Linked DNA regions of Bactrocera dorsalis: region 1 is linked to region 2. Evidence: chromatin contacts called from public Hi-C data. All regions are on one chromosome and are shown on one strand. The core of a region is the stretch at or near the end of the contact, and the rest is flanking DNA. Distances in the headings are between cores, read along the strand shown. Region 1 overlaps LOC105222577 (serine/threonine-protein kinase tousled-like 1). Region 2 overlaps LOC105222577 (serine/threonine-protein kinase tousled-like 1).

Region 1 (4,662 bases), core at 317-2,816, 150 kb after region 2:
AAGACAACATTTTTTTTTTTTTTTTTCTATAAAAATCAAAACCAAACAGATTTTAATTGGGTTCTACCACACAAATCCAAAAATCCGCAAAATTCAAACAATTGCAAAATCTGGCAACCTCTTTATAAAGCTGTATATGTAACAGTGGCGCTCACACGCTCTTTCAGCTCAACGTCATCATGCAGCCGACCAGTTTCGTTGTTGTCGTCTCATTGTTGTTAACGCTTCGTGTCGTGCCGTCTGGCTTTCTGGTTTCAGTTTACTAGGCTAATCATCTGTTTTGGTTTTCAATGTTGATTCATTCAAAATAACACGACAGCAACGACGCGCACGAAGCACCAACAACGGCAGTCAAAGTAATAAAAACGCCACCACTCACTCAGAGAGATTCCACTTGTACAATGAGTGCGCTGATTGTATGTGTTTGTGTGTGTGTTTGTATGTTTGGGAATGTGCGAATGGATGAATGTAAACGTACTCGCTTAAATATTATATGTGCTGATGCAGCAGAAAAACGACCACGGGGCGTATAAGTAGTCTAAAGGAGTAGTGGGTAAAAAAGTTCACACGCTACCCACCCCCAGCCACACCCGCTGCTGCCCTACACAGCAGACGACGACGACAACAAGAGTCGTAGAGGAAAGCAACGAACTGGTCGGATGGATGGTTTTGGTTTGTTGTCGGTTGCTTATACGGTTGTTTGGTTAGCTGGATTATTTGATGGAATGAGTGTACAAGTATGAAGTGTTTGCTTGGCCGGCTGTTGGAGTGTTGGTGGTTAGTGGCTGCCGGTATTATATATGGCGTGTGGTTGGTTGGATGATATGAAGAGCGCGTAATAGTTGTTGTTTTTTGACGGTGAGAGTCGTCGGCACTGACGTTGGAAACAAGTTGGCATTAGTATGTGTGTGTGTGTGTATGGTGTTATTGCAACGAGTTAATAAGAGCCAAGGCGTCACATCGGATTGCTTCGCTTTCCGACGTTGGGGTCGTGGTCGTCGGCGTCGTCGATGTTGTTTTTGTCGTTGTCGTTGTCGGTGTCGGTATAGTTGTCGACTGCTTGAGCTGGGGCTGTCAACAGCAGCACGTTAGCGCCATTCAGTCAATTGTTGACTGTGACGGCGTTTGCTGTTGCGCGCGGCAGCAAATGTTAGCTGACTGGCCTGACTAGCTGGTTATAGTATGACTGTAAACAGCTGATTGCTGTTTTTATTACTTAAATCGCTTGTGGCTCATTGCTAGTTTTGACAGAATTAAATATGGTAAAGTGATTAAATAAAGCAAGCACATATAACATATTGCCGACGATGTTGTAGCGACGCAAATCCACCACCTAACAACGACGTTGACGCCTCCGCCTTTGCACGATAGCACGATAGTGTACGTACGTACGTTGGCACGATGGGAAGCAATTAGGCATGAGACGTCGACGTGCATGTTGCGGAGGCAAGGCCGGTAGCTATCGGTAGGTTTTTGCGGCAACATTTACCGACCGACATTCACAGCACCGTAGCGGCTCGCGGCAGACGGTTGTTTGGCTGTTGACCGGCTGGCGCGCGCATTCACTTGTTCAACACACTATATAGCACAACATTTGGAATATGGCGGCTAGACACTCTACACTCACTGCCTGCCATAACATTGCCGGTTGGCGGACTTGGCACATTTGTTTGTTGTGGTTGTTGTATACACTGTAGCGGCAGTTGGTGTTTGCGACAAAAAAAAACAACAACGTCGTTTATTGTATTCATTTCTGGTTGATCTTTTTATTTAGTAGCATATTTATTTATTGTTAAATTTTGCAAAGATTTAAAAAGAAAGTGTGTTTTGTTTTTGAAAAGAAAAAAATTACAACGAACTCGGCGGCAAAATCTCATCGAAATCGAGATTCGATATTCGAGGGAAAGATTAGGGGAACAGCCGCGTCAGCAAGCAAACGCGCACCAAACAGAAATTCAAAACCAGAAGCGAGCGCAAAGCAACAGCAAACAAAGCGCCAAGCATGCGAAACACCGCCAAAGGCAGGCAAACGAGCGAGCATAAAAACGAACGAACGCGCTGTGCCGCGCCGCGCCGCGGCATGCCGCTCAACGCGTTGGGGTTGCTCGCTTTGTCAGCGGTGAGAGCGGCAGCGCGCAGGGTGGCAAAAGGTAAACAAAGCGGTTGAATGGAAAAGAAACAACAACATGTTCAACAACAACATCACAAATGAGAGAACGCTACACCAACATGAGAACACAACAGAAATCTAGTGCGAAGTAAAGCGAACGAGCGCATGAATGAGAACGCGTTGATAGAGCGGCGCGCCCTCAGCAAAATATGAGCGCACCGGCACGACGCTCAGCGCACGAGTTCAGAAAGGCAAAACTGATAACAGCTGAACAATAAGAAAAACAACAAAAAATTCACTAGTGAATGCACAACAAATTACGAAGCGTACCGCCTGCCTAAGCAGTTCACGCTGCATGCATATGTAGACAAACACATGGCATGGCGCATTGCATTGTCAACCGCACAGTCGAGCGGTTGAGCGGTCGTTATCGATAACGCATAATAAGCGTTTTGTAGTTCAGCGGCGCTTTCATACATGGCTTATTATAATAGGTATTATATATAACACGGCAGGCAGGCAGGCAATCAGCTGCATTGATGAAGCGGCCAAGCGCGCGCGTGCACACAAGTCGACAGCGTGTAACCGCCAATGTAACAGGCAACCAGAGTCGTACATGACGAAACAGCAAGTAGCTGGCGATGAACGATTGCCGCACAAAATTTACCTTCAAAATGTGGGTTACGACGCGCTAGCCGGCAAACCGGCGACCCACCACCACTACTAAAAACAACACAGAGAAAGAGAGGGAGAGAGCGAGCGCGAGCGCGCGCCATTGAGAGTATGCGCGTTGCTGATAACTCGAGACCGGTTCAACTGCTCGTCATATGGTCAACAATGTACTGTGGAGCGCGCGATGAATTGAAGCAGCAAATAGATACTTTATCAAAACTAAGGCTGAATGTCTGATTGAAGTACTTATTGAAATCGCTAGCCTGAAAGACTTTTTTTTAACTTGATATTAGCTGAACCTCATAAGGTAAAACTAAAGGCTCATCTGTGGAAAGCATCAAATTTGTTTTCCTAGATTGGTACAATCTTTTTTATGTTAGTGTGAAGTTCGATTTTCATATGTTAATTAGTTTGTATTCCGCTGCTGTGTTAATGCCGTGAACAATTTGTCTAGTATAAATTTACTGTTATCGTCAATTTCAAACTAGTATAATTAACCGCATTATAATTTTTAATCTAAAATCATATCAAAAAATTTTGTATATTTCATTTCATCTATATAAACTTTTTTTGGTAGTATGGTAAACAGAAAATTATATAAATCCCGGAAAGTATGCTAGTAAGTTGCCTGAAACAAAAGACTTAAGCAACAAACTTGGGGGGTTACATGGGTTTACGGTTCTCAAAAAATCGATTATTTCTACATATTGCCTAATCAAACACTTCTAAAAGTTTATCCTAAGTTGACCCGAGTTATATTTTCGGAGATACAGCCTTGAGAATGTGTGCACTCAGGGCTAGCTAGGCTAAGTGTGCCGTCTTCAAACGTATTTTTCTAGAGACTGTGGTTTTGAAGTCGGTTAACAAGATTCCTCAAAAACTACTCAACCGATCTTTTTGAAATTTTACACAGGTCTTTGAGATACTACTATTTAAAACTTGGACAAAGAATTTTTTTTTATTACAACTATTTGAAAAAAAAATCTCCCGAAATTTTCATTGTTTTGTAATAATGTGGCAAAAATCCAATTTTCTGTTTTCTTTTCGTCCAAGTCCAAGAGTGACCGGAAATGGCGTCGCAATGGCCGAGTTAAAATTTTTTTTTTTTTTTTCCAAAAATTTCTTTGTTAATAGTGCATGTTTGAAACAATAAAAAATTTTAATAAATTATTTATTTTATATGAGAAAAATTTTTTTGAAAAAATGCTGTTTTTTATCCGAGGAAACCCATTCTTAACAAAAACCCGAGTCTTTTGAGACCAATAGCTTTAGAACGATTGGATAAAATCACTAAAAAGCCTAGTTGAGGTTGGTATTCTAAGGCAGGAATATAGTATGTGGCGAACTCACGGTCATGTCAAAGGCTTCAGCCGATGAAGTGTACTACTACATATACATACATATTTGAGAATATTCTGCGAAAATTAGAATTATTTGTTTAGACTTTTTTTTTTAATTTAGAATAAAGAACTCCCAAAACTTTAAAAGCGTTTTTCTGAAAACGCTATTTTCAAAGTCGGGAAGGAAAATTTCTCCGAAACGGTTGTGCGGATCGACTTAGAATTTCACATGACCTGCTACGCATATGTATTTGTTATCAGAAATCAGATTCTATTCATAACATTTTTTTTTCAGAAAGAACGACTATAGTACCTCAAATTATGTATATGTACATCTTTATCTGAGTTCTTAAAAGAACACGTATCTGGTCACACGGATATTCTCACACACTTTGACTTCATACCGGATTACTTGGATCATGGAGTCGCTAAACCGAACTCTGTCGGCTCCTTCATTGCCCATATACCGACGAACGAGTTATGGGTGGGAAGAAGCTGTTGGAGAAGAGGGGCAGTGAGCTTTTTTACAGATAGGTTAAA
Region 2 (4,813 bases), core at 2,241-4,740:
TAATAGAATATCGATGAAAAAAATTAAAGTAAAATTCTTCAAGTACATATTTGAATTATTTTAGAAAAAAAAATTAAAAATATTTCTCAAATAGCAACTCCATAATTTTAATTATTTTTAATGCCTAATAAAATAATTATTATAATCCATATGCTCACATTCATGTATTGAAATGCACATGCATCAATGCAAAACAGCAGTTTCGCAAAAAAAAAACAACTACCCAGCATTTGAACTGCATTACCAACCACTTATTGCGAAAACAAATCGGCTCAACCCGATGAGTCGATGAGTAAAAACAATGCCACCACATTCGACCCGAAAAAGTGCTGTTGATAACAATTATGCTGTCATCAGTTTACAGCACATACACCGTAATGCGTCCATACATACATTCACATACATTATATACACACACATGCATGTATAAATATTTCTTCACTACGCCATGCCAGATGTACCGACCATCTGTCAATTTCATTTCGCTATAATCCCAAACGGAACGGCAACACCGCAGCTTAAATAAATAAAAGAAACTGAATAGACACAGAGCAGAACCACGGTCGCTGGCAAAAGAGTGTACAGCAGCAAAACAGCCACCCGAGCCACCTTAAAAGCGAGTACGCTCAATTATGTGCGAATACATAGGAAAAGTATGTGTAAGTTAGTTGAGAAAATAGCAAGCGGCGGCAGCCACATCGGTGTACAACGTTAGTGATAACGAATAAACTCACATCGTGCCAAAAGTTACCAGATAGAAAGTATCAGCAAACAAGAAACTTCAGTTGAGCAGCACCGTATCTTCATATGTATTTATGCTTACGTATCTTATTCAAGTATTCAATGTTATAAAATCCCCCAACTGTATGGCAACACGATTGTGTACGTCAAGTTTGGTATCAGATCACATTGGCTTCGAATTGTAACACAACAGTTTAACAGTTCATGCCGATGAGTCAAGGTCGAGAGACGTCACGTCACGCAAATTTTCATTTTCATTCCCCACATACACACGTACACAAAACAAATGCATACCAACACAAACATATGTAATAAGTTTATATAGGGAGAGTAAGAGCGAAATGTGAGTGCGTTCGCTCTCTTGTAGAAATTCCAATAGGGCAACCAAACATTTGCATTTATTTATAGCACTAACAAGCAATTACACACATGTGTGTTTGTATATACTATAAAAGCACTTGAGTTTTTTCAACTTATTTAATTTGAGTGGGGAATAATAATAACAATGGAGAGCTGCAAACAGTTGGTGAGTGAGCGCTCTGTTGTTTTGATATTTTCTGTTATGTTTGATGTTTCTTTCTCTGAACAGTTCGGTGTTTATGTTTTGTTTTCATCGCTTGTTCACGTTTTATGGAACGGTTTTCACATTTCGATTTTTCTATTTACATTTTTTTTTGTTAAAAGTTTACGTTGGATGATATTAGAAAATAGGAAATAATTGTATTAGGATGAGGGGGTTTTCAAATACTGAAATATTGATAAACAATTATAATTTTAGGTTTGCGAATTTTAAAGTAAAAAATTTAATCCGAAATCTAATGTTTAATCCCACAAATTAAAATTATAAATTGATAAAATATTTTATAATTAAAAAGTTGAGAACAAAAAAGAGAACATTATTTTTCATATCAAAAGCTGGAACGAAAAATGATAAGATACATATTTCTAACTGACAAACTCTAATTTAAAAAATATTGATATTTTTATTAAAAATAAGTTTTACTTTTCAAAAGATATCCAAAATGGATCAATACGAAGTGCCTAAGCGCGCGATAAATTTTTAATTCAAAACTTGAGATTAACGCTTTCATACCCTAAAAAGTGTATATCAAGTGTGCCAGGAAGATTGTAAGGGCTATAAAGATGCGTCGGAGGCCTCAGCGTAACGAGCTGAGTCTATTTAGCTATTTACATACATATGTATGTATGTCCATACAGCAGTCCGTCTTTATAAACTAGGTCCGTCACTTTTATGCAAATGCACTTTTTCACCGAGAAGTTATAAAGCTGCCATACAAACTTAACGATAAAATTCATTTTTTATTTGACATGATATTTTTACGAAATTCTGCATAGATTATTGTCAAAGACAATGCAGCAATCTTCGAATAACTATGTAACTGTCATATACACTAACTGATAGACAATTTCTTATATGTGAGGGGTGGTGTTCCGGCTTTTTTACTACCTTGCTGTTTTTTATTTTTAATCAGAGTTTTTACATGAAACATGTGAATTGTGTTCTAGCTTTTTCCGATTTTGCTACTTATTATTTCCTTTTATTCAGTGTTTTTGAATTAAAAATTTGTTTCTGGTTTTGCAAATCTTCCTATTTTTTCTACGAAAAACTGTCGAAAAACGGTAAATTCAAAGAAAAAGCTTCCATAGCGCGATAGCGACTTTCCTACAGATAAATAATCTTTTGGAAATTTTTGTTTTAGATCAAAATTGCGGCTGCAATCGTGGACATCGTACAACAATTCATCAAATGAACATAAAAAATCATTTTGTGTTGGTCATGAATGTATTTATTTATAAAAAAACCGAACCATTAGTAAATTTCATTACATTAAAAAAACAATCGCGAAAATCACTGATTTTTCGGAGGGTCACACTGAGTCAATACAAATAAGTTTGGAGAAAATATCGTAATTAATATTTTTCGTTTCGGATGTCGGTTAATTGAATTTTATTCTGTTCAAATTTAAAAATTATTTATACAAATTTATATAAATTATTAATACATTGAAATTTCCAAAAAAAAGAAAAAAAATCAAATCTTCACAAACAAATTTCCAGCATTAATATCAGATTGTTCAACATCAGTCTCATTTTGACCACAATTAGATATTTATTTAATTAATTTAGAGATTTTTAAAGAAAATATTATTGATTTAACAATTAATATTATTTAATAGTTATGAAAATTTTATTAGAAATGCACTTTCACTTAGAAAAATTTGTAGATCAATTTTCACCATCTTTACTCCAAAAATCTATCTTAGGCAGAAAAACTAAGCACATAGATACAAACAAACACCCACAATAATATCTCTCAGCCTTCATTAATTGGTGACCAAAAGCCGAAACAAACGTGGCAATAATACTCGCCCAGCGTGAGAAACACGACCCACAACCACAAATCTGACTTTAACGATTTAATCCAATTTTTCAAATTAACTGTCTGTGGCATTCGCACTGCTCCACATTTGAGCAAAGAAATATATACTTATTTAAATGCACATACATACAATTTACATACATATGTACATACCTATGGACGGTAGTATGTAACGCTAACAAAAACTTCAAAAGTCGACGAAAGCAACAAAAGTCAAATGTGTACCGGAAAAAACATAAGCACGTGCAAGGCAATGATTAAATAAGAGAGCAAACCACTACATTACTACTATTGCGCTTGCTCTTGTGCTCTTGCTAATTCGTTAGAGCCGAATACCGAAGTTGAAAATGGAACACGAAACGCGCAGCAAACTGGCATCGAACATGTATGCTGCTCGTCGCCCACTTTACGATTACACAGTTGCGCACAAAAATAAAAATGATAAATTAAAAATAGAACAAATTTCATATGCACACACTACGCACTAAATAAACCCTTTCGCAAAGCGGAAGTCAAAATTCAAACTCACTCTCTCGACTGTTGTTTTTCCAGTTGCTGTTGCTGCCACTGTTGTTAACAGTTTACGATTTCGTTTCGTGATAGGCGCTGCTACTGTTGTTGTCGTTGTTGTATGCCCCATTATTTGTTGTTGTGCCGCGACATTAGCACTCATGCAACGACGCTTGCCGCGCGGCGTCGACGGTTGTGGCTTGCCGCTCGTTATCAAATTCGAATTTGAACGATGACGATGCAGCTGTTGCTCTGCCGCTGCCGCGGCCACTACAACCATTTCGGTCAACATGGGCTGCACTGTGGCCGCAGTATTATTTGTAATATATGTGAAAGTGCCTGCACCGCTACTACTGCTACTGCCACCACCGCCGATGCCGACGCCGCCGCCGCCACCGACACCGCCACCAAAGCCCGAAGCAGCGGGCAACATATGTGCACAATTAGACGACATGCAGCACAATCCAATAAAAATACACACGCGCGCACAAATATTTCGTATACATACAAATTATCAAATAATTTTACACTCTCTCTCTATCTCTGTGCAATTGTACGTTGGCGACACGACACTGCTGATTCTGGCTGTTATTTGGTCGTTAGGTCAATCGCGAGGTAAAGAGAAATCAGCTGATCGGTATAAACACAACAAACGAACAACCGGCACGAAACAGCTGCTCGTTTAGTTGGTCGCGGTCGTAATCGCCGTCGACAACACCACCAACAAAAACATCACAATTATACTAAAACGATGTTTGTTTGTTTGTATTGTAAACAAACGAGTGCACAATCACTCGGCATGCGAGAGTTCAATAGTCACAACAGCAAGAGAATTACTATGTATTTTTTTGCTTTTGTTGATTTTCTTTTGTTTTCTCTCCTACTTTGTGTTTCTATTTGCCGTTCGGTTTTCTTTTATTGCAGTTGAACTGCTGTAGGGATTTGATAAATTTTGACCGCACGTACTCCCCTGTTAAACAACCGAGTTTTTATTGTAAGTATATACATATATAAATTAATGATTACACGAAATGTATTAAACGTGCACTGTTGTCGTTGATTTGTTGGGGGATACAAAGATGACTGACCACCATGGTAAGCAACCGACCGACATCATAGCCTCTCGTTTGGCATTATTGGTTTCTTTGGTTTGCGTTGTTG

The links. A called contact is a pair of places that touch in the nucleus more often than the background predicts.
Region 1: a Hi-C map of whole body shows a contact between it and region 2, with 7 times the contacts expected there. The contact joins two enhancer-like sites. A contact is called at or near these places in 2 of 2 Hi-C or Micro-C datasets (both in whole body).

The regions. Positions count from the first base shown.
Region 1 is chr4:44,518,370-44,523,031 of ASM2337382v1, forward strand. The region is part of intron 1 of LOC105222577 (serine/threonine-protein kinase tousled-like 1); the gene reads right to left. Among protein-coding and RNA genes, the nearest start is that of LOC105222577, 42 kb to the right of the region's middle. Within about 2 kb of position 1,567, the one cell type or tissue checked has open chromatin away from gene starts, as enhancers often do.
Region 2 is chr4:44,368,216-44,373,028 of ASM2337382v1, forward strand. All of the region lies in intron 1 of LOC105222577 (serine/threonine-protein kinase tousled-like 1), which reads right to left. Among protein-coding and RNA genes, the nearest start is that of LOC125778435, 26 kb to the right of the region's middle. Within about 2 kb of position 3,491, the one cell type or tissue checked has open chromatin away from gene starts, as enhancers often do.